Regions from separate parts of the Arabidopsis thaliana genome. Here region 2 is linked to region 1. A link is a contact called in public capture Hi-C data. All regions are on one chromosome and are shown on one strand. The core of a region is the stretch at or near the end of the contact, and the rest is flanking DNA. Distances in the headings are between cores, read along the strand shown.

The links. Capture Hi-C pulls out chosen DNA fragments and counts their contacts.
Region 2: a contact with region 1 is called in a capture Hi-C map of root, with 4 times the contacts expected there. A contact is called at or near these places in 1 of 26 Hi-C or Micro-C datasets (callus) and 1 of 3 other capture datasets (root).

Annotation. Positions count from the first base shown.
Region 1 is chr1:25,867,323-25,874,483 of TAIR10.1, reverse strand. RTFL15 (ROTUNDIFOLIA like 15) reads left to right here and starts at 4,064. Exons shown (of 2, transcript NM_001160987.1): 1 at 4,064-4,229; 2 at 4,393-4,608. The coding sequence starts at 4,398. The coding sequence ends at 4,538. AT1G68820 (Transmembrane Fragile-X-F-associated protein) reads right to left here. Exons shown (of 14, transcript NM_105556.5): 7 at 7,117-7,161; 8 at 6,774-7,026; 9 at 6,484-6,692; 10 at 6,322-6,396; 11 at 6,192-6,252; 12 at 6,034-6,114; 13 at 5,864-5,943; 14 at 5,456-5,762. The coding sequence ends at 5,684. It overlaps STN7 (Serine/Threonine kinase domain protein), which reads left to right. Exons shown (of 10, transcript NM_105557.6): 5 at 39-207; 6 at 299-392; 7 at 516-609; 8 at 715-771; 9 at 1,170-1,583; 10 at 1,669-2,072. The coding sequence ends at 1,830.
Region 2 is chr1:25,938,180-25,945,340 of TAIR10.1, reverse strand. BIM2 (BES1-interacting Myc-like protein 2) reads right to left here and starts at 3,712. Exons shown (of 7, transcript NM_105572.5): 1 at 3,432-3,712; 2 at 3,177-3,261; 3 at 2,846-2,915; 4 at 2,667-2,762; 5 at 2,169-2,530; 6 at 1,912-2,041; 7 at 1,076-1,828. The coding sequence starts at 3,537. The coding sequence ends at 1,742. MGP3 (male gametophyte defective 3) reads left to right here and starts at 4,345. Exons shown (of 19, transcript NM_105571.4): 1 at 4,345-5,347; 2 at 5,493-5,717; 3 at 5,833-5,966; 4 at 6,073-6,139; 5 at 6,271-6,329; 6 at 6,487-6,604; 7 at 6,747-6,860; 8 at 7,013-7,144. The coding sequence starts at 4,586. It overlaps AT1G69000 (a tRNA gene), which reads right to left and starts at 4,177; the gene lies at 4,106-4,177. AT1G69020 (Prolyl oligopeptidase family protein) reads left to right here. Exons shown (of 10, transcript NM_001334396.1): 7 at 58-482; 8 at 599-815; 9 at 904-1,097; 10 at 1,194-1,455. The coding sequence ends at 1,392.

The sequences.
Region 1 (7,161 bases), core at 2,815-5,314:
TGTTATATGTTTTGTCACATTCTAAGGTGATGATATAGGTAGAAACTATCATCCTTGGGAAAGTTCAAGACTTGCCTAAAGGGTTGGAACGAGAAAACAAAATTATTCAGACTATCATGAGACAACTCTTGTTTGCATTGGATGGTCTTCACTCAACTGGGATTATCCATAGGGATGTTAAGCCTCAGAACATTATTTTCTCAGAAGGTAAAATCATCTGAGTTCTTGAACCTTTTTGAGCAATGAACCCAATGAAAAGATGAGGACTCATGTTTTGTGTCGACTAAAACTTGAGCAGGTTCTCGTTCTTTCAAGATTATCGATCTTGGAGCTGCAGCTGATTTGAGAGTGGGAATTAACTACATTCCAAAAGAGTTTCTCCTTGATCCAAGGTCTTTTTCTTTTCAAAATTTGTATCTTTCTCTGGCAAGGATCATAAATGTGAACTTTCTGTTGTTGTAAACTTCACGTTTCTCCGTTAATAAGTATCTTTCTTTTCGGGTTGTTGCTTTCAGGTATGCAGCACCTGAGCAATACATCATGAGCACCCAAACTCCATCTGCACCTTCAGCACCTGTTGCAGCTGCACTTTCCCCTGTCCTGTGGCAGGTGCAAACTTAATTGTTTGACTATGCGACCTTAGTTGATATAAAGCTATCCTAGTTTCATAAACTTAAGTGTTGGAATTTGATACTTATTGTTTTGTCCAAACAGATGAATTTGCCAGATAGGTTCGATATCTATAGCATTGGCCTCATCTTCCTTCAAATGGTAAGCAGCGATTCACCAATTGGCTTTAGTTTTCTCTGGATTTTCGACTCACGCATGTTCAACTATCTTTTGACAAGCCCATAGTCCGTGTGTTCTGGTTGTGTCAATTAATGTTAAAAATGCGTTCATCAGTCAGTGACTAGGATTAGAGTAAAATAGGAGCTCTTTCAGGTTTCTAGGGGTGTTAGTTTGAGCCTTGGGAGAGTAGGGAATGCTCTAGAATTCATTGCCCTGGATTACTTTTGGTTCTGTTGTTTTGATTGTTCTTGTTTTTTATCATCCCTTCTTCGATTATCAGAGCAGAAACCAGTTTCGTTCTTATCAGCTTCCTTGTGATGGAAAACGAATCCATCATACATACTATCTGTTAATATTCTCATCATGCTTTACCATTCCAGGCATTCCCATCCTTACGATCTGACAGCAACCTCATTCAGTTCAACCGCCAGCTGAAAAGATGTGACTATGACTTAACAGCTTGGAGAAAACTAGTGGAGCCTCGTGCAAGCGCTGATCTCCGTAGAGGGTTCGAGCTTGTAGATCTAGACGGTGGAATCGGATGGGAACTTCTAACATCGATGGTCCGGTACAAAGCAAGACAAAGAATCAGCGCAAAAGCAGCTCTTGCTCACCCATATTTCGATAGACAAGGATTGCTCGCGTTGTCCGTCATGCAAAACTTGAGAATGCAATACTTCAGGGCTACACAACAGGACTACAGTGAAGCAGCAAATTGGGTAATACAGTTAATGGCAAAAAATGGGACAGAAAAAGATGGTGGATTCACAGAAACACAACTCCAAGAACTCAGGGTTCGTTGTCAATCTATACTCTTTTCATTTTCTTCGAGTACCTCCTCAAGCCTTAACCATTGTTTCTCTTTTTGTAATATTATAGGAGAAAGAGCCTCGAAAGAAAGCGAATGCGCAAAGAAATGCTCTTGCATCAGCACTTAGGCTTCAGAGGAAGCTTGTGAAAACAGTCACTGAGACCATAGATGAGATTAGCGATGGCCGCAAGACCGTTTGGTGGAACCGATGGATCCCCAGAGAGGAGTGAGGACAGACTCTACTTACAATATATCATTTTTCATTTCGGTTTCGATAGTGTAAATCTCAATGTATATCTTATTAGCCCTTAGTAAAATTTCTACTACTTGTAAAATCAAGTAATCTTAAAGAAAAAGATGTATTGTACCTAAATCCACAAACTTGGGAGTCTCTGACTCTGTTTCTGAAGTTTCATAACTTTGTGAATACTTGTTTATGTCCTAGGAATTTGTGAAACCCTCAATTAAAAAAACAAAAACAGAAAGAAGGTATCTTGAACAGCACGTTACCCTTTCGGGCTTCGGACCTGAGAAGTGAAAAACCATGAGCTACGCACGAAGAGTCAGAGAAGTCTCTGGTCAAGCAATATAGCTTGCTGGCTCTCGAGGTAAGTAATTGTCTATTTTAATTTGTCTAAACAAATTCCGTTCGTACGCCATTGAAGCTGGAGTCGTTTCTCTAACTCAACCTTTTTTTTTTTTCACTCAGAGCACATGCATTTAATACTCTAATACATAATTTTATGGCTTGCTTTTAGCAGATTTTATATTATAACCCAATATAACAATAGCATCTAACATTTTTTGGAGTAGGGCTTCGAATTAATATAGCAGAATAGATAGTTCAATGGTCGAATAGCTTCTAGTTGAATAGTCGTAAAACGTTAACAGAAAGTGGTTTAATTTTTTCTTCTAGTTCTGTTTTTTTGGCATACCACCAACTAGTGGAATCATTTTTCAAAATTATATAAGAATTGATGACGATGAAAAGGTGTATATGAGAATCATTTTTTCACGTTATGAAACCGTATAAAAATGGTATATATATCATTCATGAATGTAGTTTTTTTTTTTTGTATATCATTCATGAATGTAGTTGTTTGAGCTTTGTTGGATCTAAAAGGTATAATGATCACTCTCACGTTTATCCATCGCACAAAGCACACGTACGTAACTTTTTATTAATTACGTACACAGAAACGCAAATACTAATTAATTTGTTTAAATTGGTCACAACCACTAGAGGTGAAGAAAAAGTTGGTTCATAAAAGGACGACAAGATTTCAAAGAAAGAAGAATGACAGAGACCAACTCACATACTTAACCATAGATTAAAAAAGATAAGTGTAACTTTTAGTATTTTCTAAAACTTGTTCTTTTAGACGACCAAAAGCTAAAGGCATTTTGTGAATCACGAGAACCTCACGTGCGGTTCCACTCTCCATATTCGAGGACTTCACTTTAACCAATGACAACAGCCAGTAAACCACATCAAACCACACCTAGCTCTACTTGGTTATTTGTGTAGCTAATTATTTAATTAACTTCAATCTTAACGTTAACTATGAAGCTGTGATATAGCTGTAGGATAAGATCTTCCAGTGCTAATTTTAATACCCTTTGTTTTGAGTTGTTAACGATTAATGTGAATTGAAAAAAAGAAGAAGATGATTTACTTCTCAAATCATACCAACTATTTGTCGGGTTTTTGGTAAAAGATTGATACAATCTCACTTATTATATTTAGAAGAATCTAGAACTTAGGATTATGCCACCTAATTAACGCCTAACTGTCCCACATTTAGTTATATAGTTTGGTCTTTAATACTGTTATTGACGTTTGTTTAATTGTTTCTATCACCAATTTCGGCGCAATGCATTTTTATACTCTACAGAACTTCATACAATTTGTCTACCAATAATTTATATCTGACTGAAATAGACTAAACATAAAATTCGATCCTTTGAATATTTCTCCATGTGGCTACCAGATTTTACTAGTGTATATATTACTTCTAAACTACAATTGGTCGCTATGGAAATATCACTAGCTCACAAGTCGCAACAACTATTTAACCTATGTCTATTAATTAAAGGAATTTAATGTTATTCTTCATTAGTTATTATTATCAATCGCAATCATCATTAAATCTCAAATATGATTTACAATATGTTGCGGGGACCAGGCCACTTGTCGATTTTGGATGGTTAGTATAGTAGTTCCCGACAATTTTGGTTGGTCACATCTTTTGCTAACTTCGAATACGGGTTGGTATACACTTAGGATTTTAGACAAAACCATATCAAAGACTGATACACTTAAGATTTTAGACAAAATCCATTATATGAAAGACTAAACCAATCGAATTCGGTATAGTATTCATTGGTTACAGAAAATGGTAATTGAGTGGATCCGACTTTAACAATTTTGGGTTTGGTTAATGTTTTCATGAAGAGAGAGAAGCAAAAGCATGTGATAGAGGATAAATAATCACATTTAGGGCAAAGATTCCTTCAAAAGATGGGGTCCACGTGGGTATGGAGGGGCACAGTGTCCGGTGGGTTAGGGAACAGTGCACAAACCCCAACGGACCCACTCGTTGCCTCTTTCATGGACCGGTCTAGTTCGGTACGGTTCGGTTTCTGTCCTTAGCCACCACCTTTTTCTCACTTCTATATATAACTCCTCTTCATGTATCACCTTCTTCATACTCCATAACATCATTTATATCTCTCTCTTTCACATTCAGTTCCAAAACAAATTACACATTCTTGATTTGTGATCGTTATAGAGAAAATGAAGACGACCGGTTCGAGTGTAGGAGGAACAAAGAGGAAGATGTGGAGCCGTGGAGTGGGAGGAGTGGTTAGAGAGCAAAAGGCTAAGCTTTACATCATAAGGAGGTGTGTTGTCATGCTTCTTTGTTGGCATGACTAAAATCAAATCATTATCAACATCATCATCATCAGCTTAATGAAGACTAACCAAAGATTTTCTTCCTTTTTCCTCTTTTTTTGTTGCGGGTCTTACTTATAACCAACCCTTGGGAAGAAAGCTTTTATATGTATTGGCTTCTAAACGGAGCTATATATGTATTCCTTTTTTGTAGTAGATTTTTCATCCCAAAGAAGGTTTTTTCAGATGTATATTTGTAACTTATTAATCGATATCTTTTGCTGTTTATTGCTGATTAAGTTTCTTTAATTTTGCTTCCGATATAATGACCTTCACAGTTCACACCAAACAATTTATAAAGGTACAATTCTAATTTTTTTACTATCAAAATATATTGAGAAGAAATAGAATAAATAACATGCATGATCCATCATATTTTCTTCACCATTTATAAAGGTACAATTCTAATTCTTTTTTGTCAAAATGAGTTTAATTCACAACAGAATAATAACAAAAATCAATTACATTATCACCAACTCTTTTTATATAAAAATGCGGCGGACTATAGACAAAAATACCAGAAAATAAGAGTTTAGAGATCTTTTAAAACACAAAATTTGTTTTGATATTGTTTTTTTATAATTGATTTTTCTATTAAATGCATGAGAAATAAATTGTTACAAAGCCTTTTAAGTCACATTCGGCTAACAGCCCAAACATACCAAAAAGAAGAACCATGTTAGAATCACATTAGAAATACATAGTTGAGGCCCAATATGTAACTTTGATCAAATACCCAATCTGTTGATCAATCTCATCGGTTTGTGGCCATATTCTTAGTTGATCATTCCCTTGTTCCTTTAAACATGCAGAGAACAGAAAAGCTTTTTTGGATGCTCACTGCCTAACCTCGATTCAAAATCCTTTAACAGTAATATGTTTTATTTCTTAACCGTTACCACTTGTATGAATCTTTGCAAATTGTATGATCAAAAAAAAAAAAAGAGAGAAAGAAGATTCATGACATATACGATGGTTTACAGTATTATTTACATCCACTCGAAAACGAATCAGAATTTTTCCTATGCAAGTTGTAACATATATATATATAGTGCTTGCTTCATTACTAAAACAAAACCAAACAAGCAAGAAATGTATTCTTCATTTCTGGATTGGAGCTCTGAAATCTACACATCGTATACAGGCATACGCTCCTCGATCAGGACACGACAAATCGGACATTTCTTGCATTTCTCGCAGCATGTACTGAAAACCAAATGTATCAGTAAAATATCAATTATAGCCAAATGCTAATTCTACTATGCGGTTAAAGTGAGATAGAGAACAAAGAAGGAGCTTCGGTTTACCTGCAGAGGACGTGATGTCTACATGGGAGTAGAACCACGTTGATCGGATCTTCAAAGCAAACTCTACAAAGAATCTTCTCCTGAAATTCAAAATTTTGTAATTTATTGGGTTAAGCAAATCGTTACTTCTGTGGAGGTTACTAAACAGAGAAAATGAGTGGAGGGAGTACGTTTTGAAGCCTTTCGTACTCTTGCTGGCTATAACTGGTGATATCTGTTTGCTCACTCAATGCAGCTTGAAGTCTCCATATCTGGTGAGGGATTTAAAGATTAAAGATTTTGCTTTGGTTTCAGATATTAAAAAGGAAATGACTTATGTGTAACTTACCTCTTCAACAAGATCAGACTTTGGCATTTTCTTCACAACCTCTGGTGAGAAGGTGTTGTATCTGAGTCAAACAAAATTGTTGTTAACAGAGCCAAATTGACGACTTGTTAGCAAAAGATGAGAGCTTTACCCAGTAGCTTCTCCAGAGTAGAGCCTTGCTTGTTCTTCCCGACTTCCTTCATCGATAGACCACCAGCCAAGTAATCTGTGATTTACAATATGAGAAAGATTAGTACTTAGGAGGACTTATTCCCCATAGATTCCTATGTATAGTTCGTTTCTGCTAACGTACCTTGCACCATGTTGAAAGAATCCCAGGAATTCACGAGCTGATGATGTTGCGGTAAAATATCTTCCATAAGAACCACTACCACTATTTATTAATAAGACTGATTTCTCAACCAATCTATACATAGCAAAAAGTACCCCAGCTCCTTGTAACAGAAAAAGAGGTACAAACAGAACTAAAATCGGAATGTTTTTGGCAGAAGCTGGCGTTCCCTGAAGTAAGATTAAAGAGAATTAGCTCCAACCAGGGAATTCGTAAATGTTTCAAAAGCAATGGATTTGTCTGTGTTGTACCTCTAAGCGCATGAAAAGGATGATTTGAAAGGTCACAAATGGAATTTTCATAACATGTCCACCAATATCTTGGAGACCACATATTCTGTTGCTTTGCTGATGCTCGTCGTCAGCGGTTACTACTAGACCTCTGTTCCAATCCAGATATCTTACTACCATTGAAGATGAGCTAGGTTCCGGTATATGTGAATACCTATGAATTGACTGATTGCTCCACTTTGTACAGACAAGAAACGCAAAGCACTCTGCTATTCTGTGAATTGAGGAGAAAGAAGATTGTTCAAACCTGGCACAGAAGACATTTTTAAGAGGCAGAAGATCTTAAAGAGAAAAAGTAGTTTACCCGAAGTTTATAAATAAGTCCCACCATCCCAACGCAGCTACGTCA
Region 2 (7,161 bases), core at 2,463-4,962, 71 kb before region 1:
TTTCTTTCTACTCTGATACTTTCTCTGAATATCTTACTGTTATTGTTGGAATTGCAGATTCCTGACACTATCGTTGACTATGACGTGTCAAGAAGATTGTTCTCAATTGTGCAGCAGGAGGGAGGGGTTGTAGATAATTCTGATAGTAGTAAGCCATGGTACACAGCAGATCGCTCTACAGAGAATAACGGTCAACTTAATGATAGAACCAGCGAGGGAGAAGATGGTCAGTTAGATTCTCGAATGCCTAAATGGGAGGACTTATCTGATACATATGTTTGTGAAAGACAAGAAGTTTCTTCACATGACGGAGTTGAAGTCCCTCTTACAATTCTGTATTCACGAGAAGCATGGAAGAAGAGTGAGTCACCGGGAATGTTGATAGGTTATGGCGCTTATGGAGAAGTTTTGGACAAAAGCTGGTGCACAAATCGATTGAGTATGCTTGATCGTGGTTGGGTGATTGCTTTTGCTGATGTGAGGTCAGTCACTAAACATAACCAAAGCATTCAATTATCATTTGCTTCAAGTTGACATCACTTGGTATAATAGTGGTTGATTTGAATGTGCTTCTATAAGAGTTTTATTTTGGCCTCAGGGGAGGAGGCAGTGGGGAGTTTTCATGGCACAAATCCGGAACTAGATCGTTGAAACAAAATTCAATCCAAGATTTCATATACAGTGCTAAATATCTAGTCGAAAAAGGCTATGTGCATAGACATCATCTTGCTGCTGTTGGGTACAGTGCAGGAGCTATTCTTCCAGCTGCAGCTATGAATATGCACCCGAGTCTATTTCAAGCTGTGATTTTGAAGGTAAGAATATTATGGCATAGCAAATGCATTAAGTTGTGTCCAGAATAATCAAAAGCTCAAATCATTAAGGTGTGTACCATTTGGGCAGGTTCCTTTTGTAGATGTATTAAACACATTATCGGATCCAAATTTACCTCTCACACTCCTGGACCATGAAGAATTCGGGAACCCAGACAACCAAACTGACTTCGGATCGATCCTTAGCTATTCTCCATATGATAAGATACGAAAAGATGTTTGCTATCCGTCCATGCTTGTCACTACTTCGTTTCATGACTCAAGGCAAGCTAGCTTCACAAAAGAACCCTTAAACCCATATCTCTTTTTTGTTTTAAGTAAGAATCTTTGGATCATAGTTTGCGTGTGTTATTGGGTCAGGGTTGGAGTATGGGAAGGTGCAAAATGGGTGGCTAAGATAAGGGATAGTACGTGCCACGACTGCTCCCGAGCTGTGATTCTGAAAACAAATATGAACGGAGGGCATTTTGGTGAAGGTGGTCGCTATGCTCAATGCGAAGAGACTGCCTTTGATTATGCTTTTCTTCTCAAAGTTATGGGTCATCACAACAATAGATAAAAGCATCACATCATCTTTGGTTTAGCATCAAATGATTTTATAATAGTCTTTCACTTTAAGGTTAAGAGATTGCTAGCCTTTGATCTCGCTCTCTCAACAAAAAAGGAAGATCAAATCGGAAAAAAATGATGCAATAACTTGAAACCACAAGAGATCATATTTGATAGGTTACATGAATGATGCAGAAGATGATACAAACTCAGAACCACAAAAAAACGCAGAATCTACTAACCAAAGTTTATCTTAACGAGTACTATAGGAACCCCTAGAAGCCGAACAATGTACACGATACAAGGAATCTGTCAATACATTTATATATTCCAGCGCCGTGGAGCCTGAGAGAGAAATGTCACAGTGTTTTCATCCGCTTGTGAGAATGTTCAGATTCTTCCTCAACGCTTGAATCCCTTCCTTGCGTATCATATGATAATGGATTCTGTATAGAAAAATGTATCAACATCATGATATATGGCTATTGTTACAAAACTAAGTATGAAGCATTTCGAACCAACTATTTACCTTACTTGATGGCTCTTCATGAGTTAGACCTTGATTGGCTCGCTTCCCAAGATCGATCTGCACAGAAAGCTTTGCTTGCGACAGATCAATGCCTGCATTCTGGAGTGCTTGTGTTAATGAGCTCAATAACCTGGCCATTTCAGAATTAATGTCTCACAAGATTAGTACACAATGCAGTTAAAAAAAAAGGGTAGAAGCGAACACATCAATGGCAGCACAGTAACAGAAACGAGGAAGACTTAGAAGATCAGACTCACTCATGCGAGTAGGCACTAGAGATGCTAATGGTTCCACCTTCAATAACCAGGTCATTACTTTGGCCTAGCCCATCACTAGTTGCAGGACATTCATTAGCTTGTTCGCCTTGTACCATTGGAAGAATTGGTTGTAGTGGTGGTAATCCTTTGTCGTCTAACTCAGGTTGACTTTCAATCGATATGCCGGTTATAGCTCTTGCTTTGTCAGATTCAATCGGGATTTGCGGTTCTGCAATAATTGCAGGTGTCGAAGTCACAGTGTTGTCTTCAAACTTTCCAGGAAAAGGTATCCCTGGACCAGATCCATTATTTATAGCTACTGGGTGGTTCCCCAAACTTTGAACTCGCCAATGATTATTCCTCTGTTCCAATCAAGAAAACATAACCTTCAGCTAAAAGTCACACAAAGAAAGCCTTGCGGGTGCAAAAACATACTCAGAATCTACAATCACAGAAACTCATTGAGAAACCGACATAAGAAGAAGCTCAAAACTTTACCCATGGCGTCAACTTTGTTGGTTCCTGACTCCAACCTGGATACGATCCTTCATACTTTTGCACCTTCTCTTGTAAATACTGAACATAATCTATCACCTAGAATGGAATAGCGGTATTAAGCTAACAACATCTAAAAGACAGGATATTCGCACAAAGCATCATCAAATACCATGACATACCTCTAAAAGGAATGAAGCAGTGTCACGTTTTTGTTCACTGTTGGGAATTAGTTCTCTCAATATCTGAAATCTGAGAAGAGATTTATGAATTCAGCACTCAGAACAAGAACAATAATTATAATGTAACTAAGTCCTATATCAAACACCACAAAACTGAAGCAGAGCAAAATTCCCAAACACAAGTCCTAAGTATTCTTATGATTTTGTTAGCAAAGTAATTGAATTTTGATTCAGATATCAAAACAAAGAATGTCGCGTTTACTCCTAATCTCAAGTTCTCACAAAAACAACAATCCAAAAAGTTTGAAATCCTCACTTTATATCAACATACCTTTCATTGATTTTGCTTCTTCTACGTTGCTCAGTGACCGAATGTTTAGAACGTATCGCACTAGCTTTATCATTTTCCTTTGAATCTGCTTTCAAAATCAAACACCGAATCACACAGAGACAAAACTTAGAAAAATCTAATCCCAAACTATTCAAATCCATCTCGATACATATCAACAATAGCTCCAACCAAAACACAAATTGACGAAACAACAACTAAGAAAAATTCAAAAGTCTCCCAAATCGAACAATTTACCTCTGTTGCTATGAACAGTAGTGTTGGAAGAAGGACCTTCACGTTTAGAGTTAAAGTCTTCTTCTCCGTAATCTTCTTCCTCTTGATTTCCTTTTCCGGTTCTCATCTTCGCCGGAGAATTTCGACTGTTTATTGTTTTATTTTCAACTTTTGCCGTCGACGAGCTCTTTTTTGTTGCTTATTTGTTTTTTGTTTTTTGGGTGCCTCGTGACTCGGCTGAGTTCTAGTTAGCTGTGGGAGAGACTACGTGAGTTTACTTGAGCTTTTGTCCGTCAGTTTCGTGATTTGGAGACGTGTACGACTTGATGTGATTACCCGGTTAGGCCTCTAAATGAACCGTAGCTTGTGATGACACGTGGGATTCACGTGATAAGACGAGATTCTAACCTATCAGATTTAAGGTGGTCACGTGATGCACGTGGTCTCTTTCTGATCTGTTAATTTTCACGTACTATGTTTGTTTCTAATCGAACGGTGACATATGGCTATGTTTCCAAAACAATACTATAAAGGGCCGAATGGAATTATCAGACTTGGGCCAAACCCAAACTTTACAAAGGAAAAAAAGAAGTAACATATGCCTATGTTTCCAAAACAATACTATACCTTATTCGAATTTATCAGACATGGGCTAAGCCCAAAAGTTACAAAAAAAAAAAAAAGAGTAACAATACTATCAGAGCCAGGTTTCGATCCTGGGACCTGTGGGTTATGGGCCCACCACGCTTCCGCTGCGCCACTCTGATTTGTTGTTGTAATGTTAATTAGGTATATATTTATCATGGTAATGTATAACTCGTGCCAGAATATGGGCTTTGAGCCCAAATAAGAGCGTAACGGATCTGATAAGCGGGTCGGGTTTGACAAGATCCATGAAATGTGAAGCAGAAACCAAAGGTTTTATGAAGGGTTTATTTCGGCGGCTGTGTTTGTACTTCACGGCGCCTTCTCTTTTCTCCAGATCTCTCTTCTCTTCACCCAAGTCTTGTTTTTAATCTGTTCTTCGAATCTGAACTCTTTGATTTCTATGTTTGTATTAATAACTCTACAAAATCAAGTAGCTACATAGCCCGAGATTGTGCTCGTGGAGGCAGTAAACTATCTGAAGCAGCCACTATTACCATTTCGTGGCGATCACAAAAACGATTCAAAAAATGTGGAGGAACATTCTGGGAAGAGCTTCATTGAGAAAGGTTAAGTTTTTATCTGATTCTAGCTCCTCCGGTACTCATTATCCAGTGAATAGAGTCCGTGGGATTCTGTCTTCTGTTAATCTCAGTGGCGTTAGAAATGGTTTATCTATAAATCCAGTCAACGAAATGGGTGGATTAAGCTCGTTTCGTCATGGTCAATGTTATGTGTTTGAAGGGTATGCTACAGCTGCGCAAGCTATTGATTCGACTGATCCTGAAGATGAGTCTTCTGGGTCTGATGAAGTTAATGAATTGATAACGGAAATGGAGAAAGAAACTGAGAGAATCCGTAAAAAAGCTAGGCTTGCAGCTATACCGCCAAAGAGAGTCATTGCGGGAATGGGAGCACAGAAGTTCTATATGCTGAAGCAGAGACAGGTGAAAATGGAGACTGAAGAATGGGAAAGAGCAGCGAGAGAGTGTAGAGAGATTCTAGCTGATATGTGTGAGCAGAAGCTTGCACCGAATTTACCTTATATGAAGTCTTTGTTTCTAGGCTGGTTTGAGCCTGTGCGTAATGCTATTCAAGATGATCTTGATACTTTTAAAATCAAGAAAGGGAAGATTCCGTATGCGCCTTTTATGGAGCAGTTACCGGCTGATAAGATGGCTGTTATCACTATGCATAAGATGATGGGATTGTTGATGACTAATGCGGAAGGCGTTGGCATTGTTAAGCTAGTGAATGCTGCTACTCAGATCGGGGAAGCTGTTGAGCAGGAGGTGGGTTTTAATTTCTCTTGTTGCTTTTGATGCTATTTCATGATGTGTGAATCTAGGAATGTGTCATTGATACATATTGCCTTGTCCCCATGGGGTATGAAGTGTATATTGGTTTGATGGTTTGTGTATTTTGTTACTGGATCAGGTCAGGATCAACAGTTTTTTGCAGAAAAAGAATAAAAAAAATGCAACTGACAAGACGATCAATACAGAAGCTGAGAATGTTTCAGAAGAAATTGTGGCCAAAGAAACGGAAAAGGCGAGGAAACAAGTTACTGTACTGATGGAAAAAAATAAGTTGAGGCAAGTAAAAGCATTAGTGAGGAAACATGACTCATTCAAGCCATGGGGTCAAGAGGCTCAAGTGAAGGTTTGTTTATACTTCCACCCTTGTCAATGCACAGAGCTTTATAATAGTTCTTATTTTCCTTCTCTTTTTTTTTCTCGTCTCTGTGATTTAATAATATTGACTCTTGTGCTTCTAGGTCGGCGCACGTTTGATTCAGCTGCTGATGGAAAATGCATATATACAACCTCCAGCTGAACAGTTTGATGATGGTCCACCTGACATCCGACCTGCTTTTAAGCAAAATTTCAGAACTGTCACATTAGAAAATACGTAAGAGTCTTGAATTTCTGTTTATGCTCATTCACATGTATCTGTCTCTGTCTCTCCCTCTCCTTGTATCTGCTGTTTATTTACATTCTATTGTATTCTTCTTCAGAAAAACGAGCAGGAGATATGGTTGCATCGAATGCGATCCTTTGGTCCTAAAGGGCCTTGACAAATCAGTAAGCAGAATCGTGGACTATGTTTTTACTGATCTTTTATCCTGTACCTTTGTAATGTTTGGGTCATAACAATCTTTTACCACTATAGATCTCCCTACTCCTTTCTCACAATTTTCCTTTGTTTTAAACAGGCTAGACATATGGTCATTCCCTACTTGCCAATGCTAATACCTCCCCAGAACTGGACAGGGTATGAGATCTTTTCACCAATAATTAGGACTTATATTGTTCCTTCCTTACTCTGGCTATATAGATATTCTTTCTTGTGTAGCCGTCATACAGGTGATATCTACAGTTTGCTCAAGTATGTTTCTAGAATTGCTATGTAACTTGACAGTATTTTACAGGTATGATCAAGGGGCTCATTTTTTCTTGCCTTCGTACGTCATGAGAACACATGGAGCTAAACAACAACGCACTGTTATGAAACGAACTCCAAAGGAGCAACTGGAGCCAGTATATGAGGTCTGAGTCCCTTGACCTGTATTGCGAGTTAATATTGCTTGAGCTTAGTCATTTCTTGGATGCTTAAAAGCAGATAGGAGTTGCGAAATTATGAATATTGTTATTAACAGATAAGTTCATGTGATTCCTTTTGTTTAATCAGGCTTTAGATACTCTAGGAAACACTAAATGGAAGATAAACAAAAAGGTGTTAAGTTTGGTGGACAGAATCTGGGCTAATGGAGGTCGCATTGGTGGTCTGGTTGACCGTGAAGATGTAAGATCTCTCCCTCTCTTCTTTGCGGATCTACTTGTAGTTCTTATTCACCCATCCGCTAGCCATCTTCTTCAGAAGAAGGAAGTAATTTTGATTCCTACTTCTCTTTTAGAAATTTTGATTTTTTCTCACCTCTTTATAAACTACAAAAGGTACCCATTCCAGAAGAGCCGGAAAGGGAAGACCAAGAAAAATTTAAAAATTGGAGATGGGAATCCAAAAAAGCAATTAAGCAAAATAATGAGAGACATTCACAAAGGTGTGATATAGAGCTCAAACTCGAGGTAAGAGAAGACTTCTT